3 separate regions of the Sus scrofa genome follow, and all the other regions are linked to region 1. Evidence: chromatin contacts called from public HiChIP or PLAC-seq data. All regions are on one chromosome and are shown on one strand. The core of a region is the stretch at or near the end of the contact, and the rest is flanking DNA. Distances in the headings are between cores, read along the strand shown.

Region 1 (3,130 bases), core at 257-2,756:
GGTTGAGACGCCTTGCGGCTGGGAGCACTCACCAGGGCATCAAGGCGGGCAGGACATCAAACTCCACCTCCTGCTGGAGCTGGGGGAGCTGAGCACGAAGCTGAGGCACGGGGTTCTCCCGTCGTGGACTCTGGACCTCAAACGTCACTTTAAACTTTTGTTCTCTTTGACAGGCTTCCAGCTGTCTCCGAATTTCCTGGATGAATTCTCTCGGCGCCGAAGCTGATCTCAAAACTTTGAGCTTGGTGAGGAAGACGACGAGGTCAGCATCTGATCGCCCCTGAGGGTCGTGCCTTTGCCCGAGGAGCCACCTAAGCAGGTGATGAGAAAGAGAACAGACATCGATTGTTGAGCAGAGCCTCCCTGAGCAAAATGCTGAGCACAGTCGCTAAGAGTCTGGATGCTCGCCCCTGTCCTGAAGGCCTTCCCAGTCTCAACTCCTCGAATGTGCACAAGGACCTGGGACGCCGCTGCTCCTAATAGCTGCTCCCATATCCAGAGAAGGAAACAGACGCTGAGAGAGATGATGTGTCAGCCCCTCACACAGCTAGTAGGGGGCAGAGATGCGGTTCACAGCCTGGTTGCCTTTTCCAGGCCTGTGTTCTGTCCTCCCTGTCTCTTTTGATCCATATCACGAGTGGGTATGCACACTGACTGGCCCATGCAGGTGGGTGACACGCCTTATTTCACTTGATCTGCGAGCCCTAGAAGGTACTGGGACTTATGGTGAGGAAACTGGGACACAGGGAGGTAAGTAAGTGAGTTGCCAGGATTTCACAGCCGGTAGGGGCTGTCTGCCTTCCCAGCTTACGCTCCTCACCAGCTCAGGGCTGTGCAGAAATGGTGATTCCCAGCCCGGTCACTGGTGAGCAGACTGAGGCAAGAGCTGCTGCCCTAGTCCTGTCTCTGAAGTGGGCGCGACAGAGACGGGTCACAAAGTGCACCCGGCATTGGTAGACACTCCCAGATGGAGGCCCTCAGCCCAGAAGCTTGCTTCCTCCTCCAAGCTGTGCTTACGTATTTGTCGTGGAGCAGGCAGAAGCCACAGCCCAGGCACCTCAAGGTCTTGCTGTCTGTCTGTCTGTGTCTGTGGCCAGAGAGACATTCATTTCGCCACCTTCTCCCGGCCAGGCAGTCCCAGACTCACCTTCAACAACTTTGGAGACGCGAACAGGGTCGGCGTCCCTGGAAGCACTCTCCTTCAGGAATCTGCAGACGATGTCGATGGCTTCCTTGACCTGCGTTCGGAAACACGTGTTTGGCAGGAGGTGGTCTTCGATGAATTGTCTAGTCCCTAGCAGGGGTATGCCTCAGCTCCATCAGGACCCTGGGGCAGAGAGTCGGGAGGGGAGTGGAGTTGTGAGTAGGCTGTCTGAAGGTGTTGTCCCTCTGTCTTCTGTTGCTTGTGTTGGGCTTTTGTAGGTTTCCTTTCTGAAGGTGGAGCTCGTCCCTGTGTGTGGGCTGCTATTGGTTCCTTTCCTTGAAGTTGGAGCCCTGCCCTGAGTCTGGGCTGTTGTAAGTTTCATTTCCTTGGGAGGGAGGAGCTCTGTCCTGAGTTTGGTCTGTGCAATCAACACTCCTTGATCCGGGACGCTGTCTGGCTCCAGTTCTTTCCTCCACTATCTCAGACTTTGTGCCTTCATCAGGCAATCCAGACATCTGGTCTTTCTTCAGACTCAACTCTGAAAAGGTACTTTGTAACCTCGGTTGGTACTTCCCCCAAGAGTAATCTGGAGTAACAAGGTATTTTTGGTTTCTCCGTTCTTTTTTTGTTGTCTTTTGAGGTCCATCCCCACCGGCGACATATGGAAGTTCCCAGGTTAGGGCTTGAATTGGACCTGTGGCTGCTGGTCTACACCATAGCCACAGCAATGCCAGATCTGAGCTGGGTCTGCGACCTACACCAGCGCTCAGGGCAATGCCAGATCCTTAACCCACTGAGCAAGCCAGGGATGGAACCCATGTCCTCATGGATCCTAGTCAGGTTCATTACTGCTGAGCCGCAAGAAAAACTCCTCCTTGTCCTTTTTCTTGTTGCTGACGAAACTATTTTATAATCTCCTATGGTCTTTGCAGCAGTGCATGTATATTGCAAACAGAAACAAAGTCAGAGTGATCAGGAAGCATAAAGACCACCCTGGTCCTCAACCTCAAAGAGTACAGCTGCAAGTACTTTGGTGTAGAGTTTTTCAGACATTTTTCTAGATTTACCAACATGTACACACACTCAGAGATCTTTTTCTTTTTAATGTCATGACTATACTTTTAACTTTTTGATTAATAGACTATTTCTTTTCTCCTTTCTTCCTTCCTTCCTTTCTTTTTCTGTCTTTGTAGGGCTGCATCTGCTGCATATGGAGGGTCCCAGGCTAGTGGTGGAATTGCAGCTGTAGCCGCCAGCCTACGCCACAGCCATGACAAGGCGGGAACAAGCCCTGTCTGCCACCTACACCACAGCCACGGCAACAGCAGATCCTTAACCCACTGAGTGAAGCCAGGGATAGAACCCGAAACCTCATGGTTCCTAGTTGGATTTGTTAACCACTGAGCCACCAACGGGAACTCCTCCTAGACTTTATTTCTTAAAGCAGTTTTACAATTCCAAGTGTCCCCAGGTGTGCAGCTTTGAACCCATATCCTCACAGAGACAACTTTGGGTCCTTAATCCACTGAGTCACAAGGGAATGCCTATCTATTCTTTTTTCATTGAAGTATAGTCGATTACAACATTGTGTTGGTGTCAGGTGTATAGCAAAGTGATTCAGTTCTACATATATATATATTACAATATTATAAGATATTGAATATATTTCCTGTGCTAGTTACCTATTTCATATGGAATAGCGTGCATCTGTTGCTGCCTCATGTTTAGAAAAATAGATTCACAAACCTTGTCATGAGTAGAACCTGTGAGCCTGGCCGGTGTTCTGTAAGAATGTGTTGCCTCCAAATTGTGAACATTGTTGTTTATTCATGGTCATGGCTGATTATGACCCAGCTATCTCGCTCCAAGAGGGATTCTAAGATCTCCTCCCATGAAGAACGGAGGCTCTGTGTTAATAGACTTTAGAACTAAGGGAGATTGCTGTTCAGAAACACGAGAGAGACAGAGGGAGAGGAAGAGGCCCTG
Region 2 (3,130 bases), core at 352-2,851, 320 kb before region 1:
TGCCTTTGATCTCATTTAATTTCACTGTCATTATTAGGCAGGTAAAAAACAACAGATTGGCAAGTTTAGTCCCTGTTCAAGGTTATATTCCACTAGAACCAGGACTTAATCCCAGAAACCACTTCGAATGTATTGTACCAGGCTCTCTGTCTAGATCAAGGGATTATAATTTGATGGATTTCATTAGGAAGAGGTTTCTGTGGTTCTCGTCTTTATCCTTGATAAAATAACATGTTTCCTATTTCCAATGCCCTAGATGTCTGCGGCATGGGGGCCAAGAGTCCTGGAGTCCATAGTGCTGAAGTTCATGCTTCTGGAATTCATCCACAGGGGATCCGAGGAGGTTCTGTGCTGTTTCATGTACTCGAGAAGCAAGAAGCTGAGCTGGAGGAGGTCACATGGGGCTTTGGCTATGAGTTCATCCTGGGAAAACTCCCTCCTGGGTCAGCCTCCAGGACAGGTACCAGCAGAGGGTCCATGTGCCCAACATGACATCCGTGGAGATTGAGAACCTAACCTCTGAGGACAGTGGGTCGTACAGGGCTTGAGGGAGCTGCACTGGAGGACTAGAATTTACCTGGCTTTTCCACCTCACTGTGTATGGTATGTGATCTCCCTCACCCCAGTTCCTTGCCTTATCTCCTTTTGTGCTAGGAGGGTCACGTAGGCTTCATTTTGTTGGATTTCATTAAAACTCCAACCTTAAGATTCTGTTTTCTCCCCTGATAATAAGGTATGTAAGTTAGCCACAAAAGGAGAACAGAATTGAAATTCACAGGTAGGGAGAAAATCATTCAGTGTTTTGGGAGAAGAAAATGGAAATTTGAGGAAAATGGGAATTTTTGTAATAACGCTGTTCTTTCTAAAACTGGGTTGGAGTTCCCACTGTGATGCAGCGGTTAATGAATCTGACCAGTAACCATGAGGTTGCTGGTTCGATCCCCGGCCTCGCCCAGTGGGCCAAGGATCCAGCGTTGCCCCAAGCCGTGGTGTAGGCCACAGATGCGGCTCAGATCCTGAGTTGCTGTGGCTCCGGCATAGGCCGGCGGCTACAGCTCCAATTAGACCCTAGCCTCGGAACCTCCACATGCCGTCTGGGTCTGACATCTCATTAGCACATGGAAGTCAGCCATATGGTTCTAGAAACCCACTGCATATATGGGCAGATTACTGTCAGGCCCTTCTGGACGTCTCAGGAGGGCCCGATTTTCCTCAGCTCTGGTCAGAAATGCTGCTGTGAACAAGGACCCTCACCTGCATGTGCGAGGGTGCTATGAGCACCAGTCACAGGATGGGTCCCTTACTTCGGCCTCGGTGGCAGAAAAGAAAAGAAAAGGAAAAAAAAAAAAAAAAAGAGCTAACAGTGGTGATATATGGAAAGAAAGAATGGGGGCTCCGTTTATCTTCCATATCCCTTCTCGCCTTTCCAAACTGCTCCAATTTTTCCATGAAAAATTAAAGTACTTGTATAATAATTCCAAAAATGTAAAAGAGAAGAGCCACATGACTCCTTCAAGCTGGACAGAAATGAAAAGGACATGTGAGAGTGACAATTCCCCCCCACATACACCCCATCCCCCAGCCAGGCTGCAGTACCGCAGATACAGGATTAGTCACTCACTGCCCTTGTCCAAGAGAAAGTCTCCTGCAATTCTAAAGGGCAGCTGAGGTGATTCGCTTCCCCCCCCTTTTTTTTTTTTTGCCATGCCAGCAACATGAGGAAGTTCCCAGGCCAGAGATCGAACCTGAGCCACAGCAGTGACTCAAGCCACAGCAGTGATAAAATGCCGGATCCTTAACTGCTAGGCCACCAGGAACTCCATGGATGATTCGGTTTGGATGGGGTTTATTCACTTGGCCTAAGTCCTAGGTGGGTTTCTGCCTACCCTTCCCATTCATGAGGGGATTTCAGTGCTGGATCCCCTGAGCTGCTCTCCAGGGCTCCCTCTGCTGCCTCGGGCCCTGAGCCCTAATCAGTTTTTTCAAGGACTCTGAAAAGCTGTCACAGAGATGAGGCAGCTGCCAATGGCCACCTGTAGTAAGTGTCCAGACAGAGATCTGAACCTAGATCTCCCCGATGAGAAGCCTGAAACCTTGCCTCACACCACACCTCCTTACTCTTCCAGCCTCAGCTGCCCCACCTGTGAAATGGGAAGACCTGGACATCAGCCAATGGCTTTGGGAATCCTTTACTGCTGTGCTGGCTGGCAACTCTGAGAAACTCTACCCTACTTCCTGGCCAAAATGAAACAACAACAACACATACAAACAAACAAAAACATCACTGAGGGGGAGTTCCTGTCGTGGCTTGGAGGAAACAAATCTGACTAGTATCCATGAAGGTGCAGATTCAATCCCTGCCCTCGCTCAGTGGGTTAAGGATCCTGTGTTGCCTTGAACTGTGGTGTAGGTTGCAGACAGGGCTCAGATCATCTGTTGCTGTGGCTGTGGCGTAGGCCGGCAGCTACACCTCTGATTTGACCCGCTGGCCTGGGAACTTCCATATACCAGGGGTGCGGCTCAAAAAAAAAAAAAAAAACAAAAATCACTGAGAAGAGTGTTTCTAAAGCAAAATGCCTCCATTAGACTGTTCTTGATTTAGAGATCATGTCCTTCTGGCTTGTTTGGTTTTAAAATAGCTGATCATCTATTAGATAAAATGGGCAGAGATCGATAAATATTGTTCTGGTTTGTTTTTAATGCACTTGCTTGACAAAAATAAAAAGTCAGCTGCACTGAATCTTGTTTGTCCAGTCTTCTTCTTTTTTTTTTTTTTTTTTTTTTTCTGGTCAGTCTAGGGGCCACACTGGGATTTTATGTCAGGGGCAGCTATTCCTCTGAGGTGACTTCAGGGTCTAATGAAAAGGCGAACCATTCTTGTGAGATGAGCAGGGGGTCACAAACCTCCCTTTGTCCCCATTGCCCCTTCAGTGTACAGTGAACCCTGGACACCCTCTATCATGTGGGCTGTACCACCTTATCTGTGGCTATCACTCCTTTCCCATACGTGATGGTACAAGTTTATTTTCTGTGACTTTTCAAAGAAACAGCTGGGTGGTATTAATCCATTTTACTGTGCTGGGTTTCTGCTTGTTGGGTGCTAGACTGGGGTTGTTTCCCAGCTTCCTAA
Region 3 (3,130 bases), core at 237-2,736, 290 kb before region 1:
TTTAACCTGCTAAGCAAGGCCAGGGATCGAACCCACGTCCTCATGGATACTAATCAGATGCTTAATCCACTGAGCTACAACAGGAACTCATATTTAGGGATTTTCAAAATCCAGGCTTGAGAGGGTCCACCTCATTATTAAATGCCTGGTCATGACAATTATAAACGTCATGGGGACCCAAACAAAATCAGTTACTCTCAACTTGCATTCTCCAGCCTCATCATTTGCAGTATTCGGGTAGGTTCATTCATTCATTCATCCATTCAGCTAGCATTTTCCAAGTGCCTACCTCCCTGTGCTCCTGGCTGTGGAGAGATGCTAAGGTGGCTGAAGCCAGTCCAGCCTTTGAGAGGTTTCCGGGCTAGAAGAAACAGATGCCTCAACCTTCAGTGAGCTACGTGCTTTACTGGCGCTCCTGCAAGTGCAAGGTGTGCTATGTGAGTCCCAAGAAGGGAGTGATTCTCCCTGAAGACAGCAGAGATTTTCAGGGGACAGTGCTTGAGCTGAACCATGACAAGTGTGTAGGACTTCAGCAGGGAGGAAAATGGGGTGGTGTGGGTGGAAGGACATGCCAGAGGGAACAGCCTGTGCAAATATGCAGAGGCATAAGCACGTGTGATGTGTTCAGAGAATAGCTAGAAGTTTGGTGCCGTAGGAGTGTGAGGCTTGTGATGGGCCTGGAAGATGAGTTAATGCACTTAGACCGTTCATTCCTAAGGGCACTAGAGAGCTATTGAGGGGTGTTGAGCGGAGGAGAGATGTGGTCAGACTTGAGTCTGTGAGAATGCATGACAGGGTCGAAGGGTGGAAACTGGGACACAGGACAGAGGTTGCTGCAGTAGGGGTGGTGGCAGCGGAAGTGGAGAGAAGTTCAAATCTGGCTGGACTGAATCCCGGCTTAACTTAGTAGCTATGTGATCTGGGGTAAGTCACTTCACTCTCTCTTTGGTATTTGTACAAGGCAACAATAATAATGGTACCTGTTCTATAGAATGTTGTGTAGATTAAGAATTAACATGTGTGGAGTTGCTGTTGTGGCTTAGCAGGTTAAGGACCTGACATAGTGTCCTTGAGGATGCCTCACTCAGTGGGTTAAGGATCCAACACTGCCATGAGCTGTGATGTTGGTTGCAGGTGTGGCTCGGATCTGGCATTGCTGTGGCTGTGGCATAAGCCAGCAGCTGTAGCTCCGATTCGACCCCTAGCCTAGGAACTTCCATATGCCATGGGTGCGGTCCTAACAAAGCAAAGAAAAAAAAAAAAAGAATGAACATGTGAAACACTTAGAACAGTACCTGGCACATAGGAGGCACTCTGTGGGTGTTTACCATGATGATATGATGATGATAATATCTGTTTCACAAACGAGGAAGCAGAGACTTGGGTCAGAGGCAGTTGCCCAACACCACTCAGGGCTCCAGGAGAGAGAGGGCTCTCACTCCTTCCTACCCACTGCATTTCCCTCTTTCAGCTCCTGCTGCTGTGCCAGAGGGTCTGAACCCAAGTGTGTTAAAAGCCAGATGACCCAGAAGCCACACCCACAGCCCATCATGTAGGGATAGCCAGCTTTCAGGTGCTGGCAGCCTCCAGAGCAGGGACATTTTGCAACTGATTTGAAAGTGGCGGCCTCTTCGAGTGCCATGCAGCCCTTTAGCCTTCCCCAGGCCAGGCTGGAGACCCCCTCCCCTCCCCTGCCTGGCTGCCAGCCGACCCTGGGGACCCTGGGCCAGATTCAAACGTGCAGAAACCGCTAATGGGCCGCAGCTCAGTTGACAAGTCCCCTGGGAGCGTTTGGAGGGAAACAACACTGCGGGATTATTGATCACAGGGCAGTGTTGAGGGGGGCACTCTGGGCTCACAGACTGCAGTTTGAATCCCAGCCAGGCCACCGCCCCCAGGTGGACCTCCAAGTCTTCCCAAAGAGCCTCAGTTTCCCCATCTGCCAAATAGTAGTGCACAAGGGAGTTCCTGTTGTGGCTCAGTGGGTTAAGAAACCTACATAATGTCCATGAGAATGCAGGGTCTCACTGGCCTCTCTCAGTGGGTTAAGGACCTGGTGTGGCTGTGGCTGTGGCATAGGCTAGCAGCTGGAGCTCTGAGTCGACCCCTAGCCTGGGAACCTCCATATGCCGCGGGTGCAGCCCTAAAAAAATAAAATAATAAAATAATATCCATACCTCACAAGGCCACGTGAGGATTAAATGAGTTAACATGAGCTTGGGCCACAAAATGTGTTCTCTGAGTGTGAATGATGGTTCTAAAGGCTTCTAGGTTGGGAGAGGAGTCAGTAAACTACCTCAGCAGGCCTGGCATCCAGTCGGTGTTCAAATCAGGCTTCACCCATTGCCCGAGCTCCAGTCACCGGCCTCAGCCTATAGCGGGACTTCCCCAACCTGACAGGACATCCCATGACTGCCTCCCACAGGCCCCCCTTCCCAGGAGGATCTGGGTGCCCCCAAACTGAGGTCACTTCCCTCCAGGAAGCCACCCCCAGAGGGAGCAGTTCATTGTCGGGATTTAGGGCTGGCCCAGTCCAGAAAGGAGCCCTTTGGAGACTAGAGGGGCAGACAGAAGGGCTCAGAGCCTTCCCTGTCTCTATAGAGTCAGTTTCTCCTCAAGGCTAAGAGCTGGGAGCAGAGACACCCACACACAAGCAGAGGGGTCAAATCAGGACCAAGTTCTCCAGGCAGAAACCTCTTCATGGCTAAACAGCTGAGGTAGTGAGTTCCCCATCACTGGGGGTATCCTAGGCTGGGCTACCACTTGTCTGAGTTAAACCCCTTAGAATCGGGAGTTCCCATCGTGGCTGAGTGGTTAACGAATCCAACTAGGAACCATGAGGTTGCAGGTTGGATCCCTGGCCTCACTCAGTGGGTTAAGGATCCGGCGCCGCCATGAACTGTGGTGTAGGTTGCAGATGCGGCTCAGATCCAGCATTGCTGTGGCTCTGGTGTAGGCCGGTGGCTACAGCTCCAATTAGACCCCTAGCCTGGGAACCTCCACATGTCTCAGGAGTGGCCCTAGAAAAGACAACAAACAAACAAACAAAAAAAAAACCCTTAGAACCAGTTTAAGCTTTCCTTTCCTTTACTCCATGAATAAAGCACCATCCCCAACCCTCTCAAGATTT

What was found. HiChIP or PLAC-seq counts read pairs in DNA pulled down with a chosen protein or histone mark.
Region 2: an H3K27ac HiChIP or PLAC-seq map of alveolar macrophages shows a contact between it and region 1. The contact joins two enhancer-like sites. A contact is called at or near these places in 2 of 2 datasets of contacts at active chromatin or transcription factors (alveolar macrophages and skeletal muscle).
Region 3: a contact with region 1 is called in an H3K27ac HiChIP or PLAC-seq map of alveolar macrophages. The contact joins two enhancer-like sites. A contact is called at or near these places in 1 of 5 promoter capture datasets (fetal skeletal muscle) and 1 of 2 datasets of contacts at active chromatin or transcription factors (alveolar macrophages).

What each region holds. Positions count from the first base shown.
Region 1 is chr14:38,857,620-38,860,749 of Sscrofa11.1, forward strand. The region is part of intron 8 of OAS1 (2'-5'-oligoadenylate synthase 1); the gene reads right to left. Among named protein-coding and RNA genes, the nearest start is that of OAS1, 8.2 kb to the right of the region's middle. Within about 2 kb of position 1,507, at least 40 of the 83 cell types and tissues checked have an H3K27ac peak or open chromatin away from gene starts, as enhancers often do. A contact at or near this core is called in alveolar macrophages, where this site is marked.
Region 2 is chr14:38,537,545-38,540,674 of Sscrofa11.1, forward strand. All of the region lies in intron 1 of PLBD2 (putative phospholipase B-like 2), which reads right to left. Among named protein-coding and RNA genes, the nearest start is that of PLBD2, 4.5 kb to the right of the region's middle. Within about 2 kb of position 1,602, at least 4 of the 83 cell types and tissues checked have an H3K27ac peak or open chromatin away from gene starts, as enhancers often do. A contact at or near this core is called in alveolar macrophages, where this site is marked.
Region 3 is chr14:38,570,450-38,573,579 of Sscrofa11.1, forward strand. All of the region lies in intron 2 of DTX1 (E3 ubiquitin-protein ligase DTX1), which reads left to right. Among named protein-coding and RNA genes, the nearest start is that of DTX1, 12 kb to the left of the region's middle. Within about 2 kb of position 1,487, at least 3 of the 83 cell types and tissues checked have an H3K27ac peak or open chromatin away from gene starts, as enhancers often do. A contact at or near this core is called in alveolar macrophages, where this site is marked.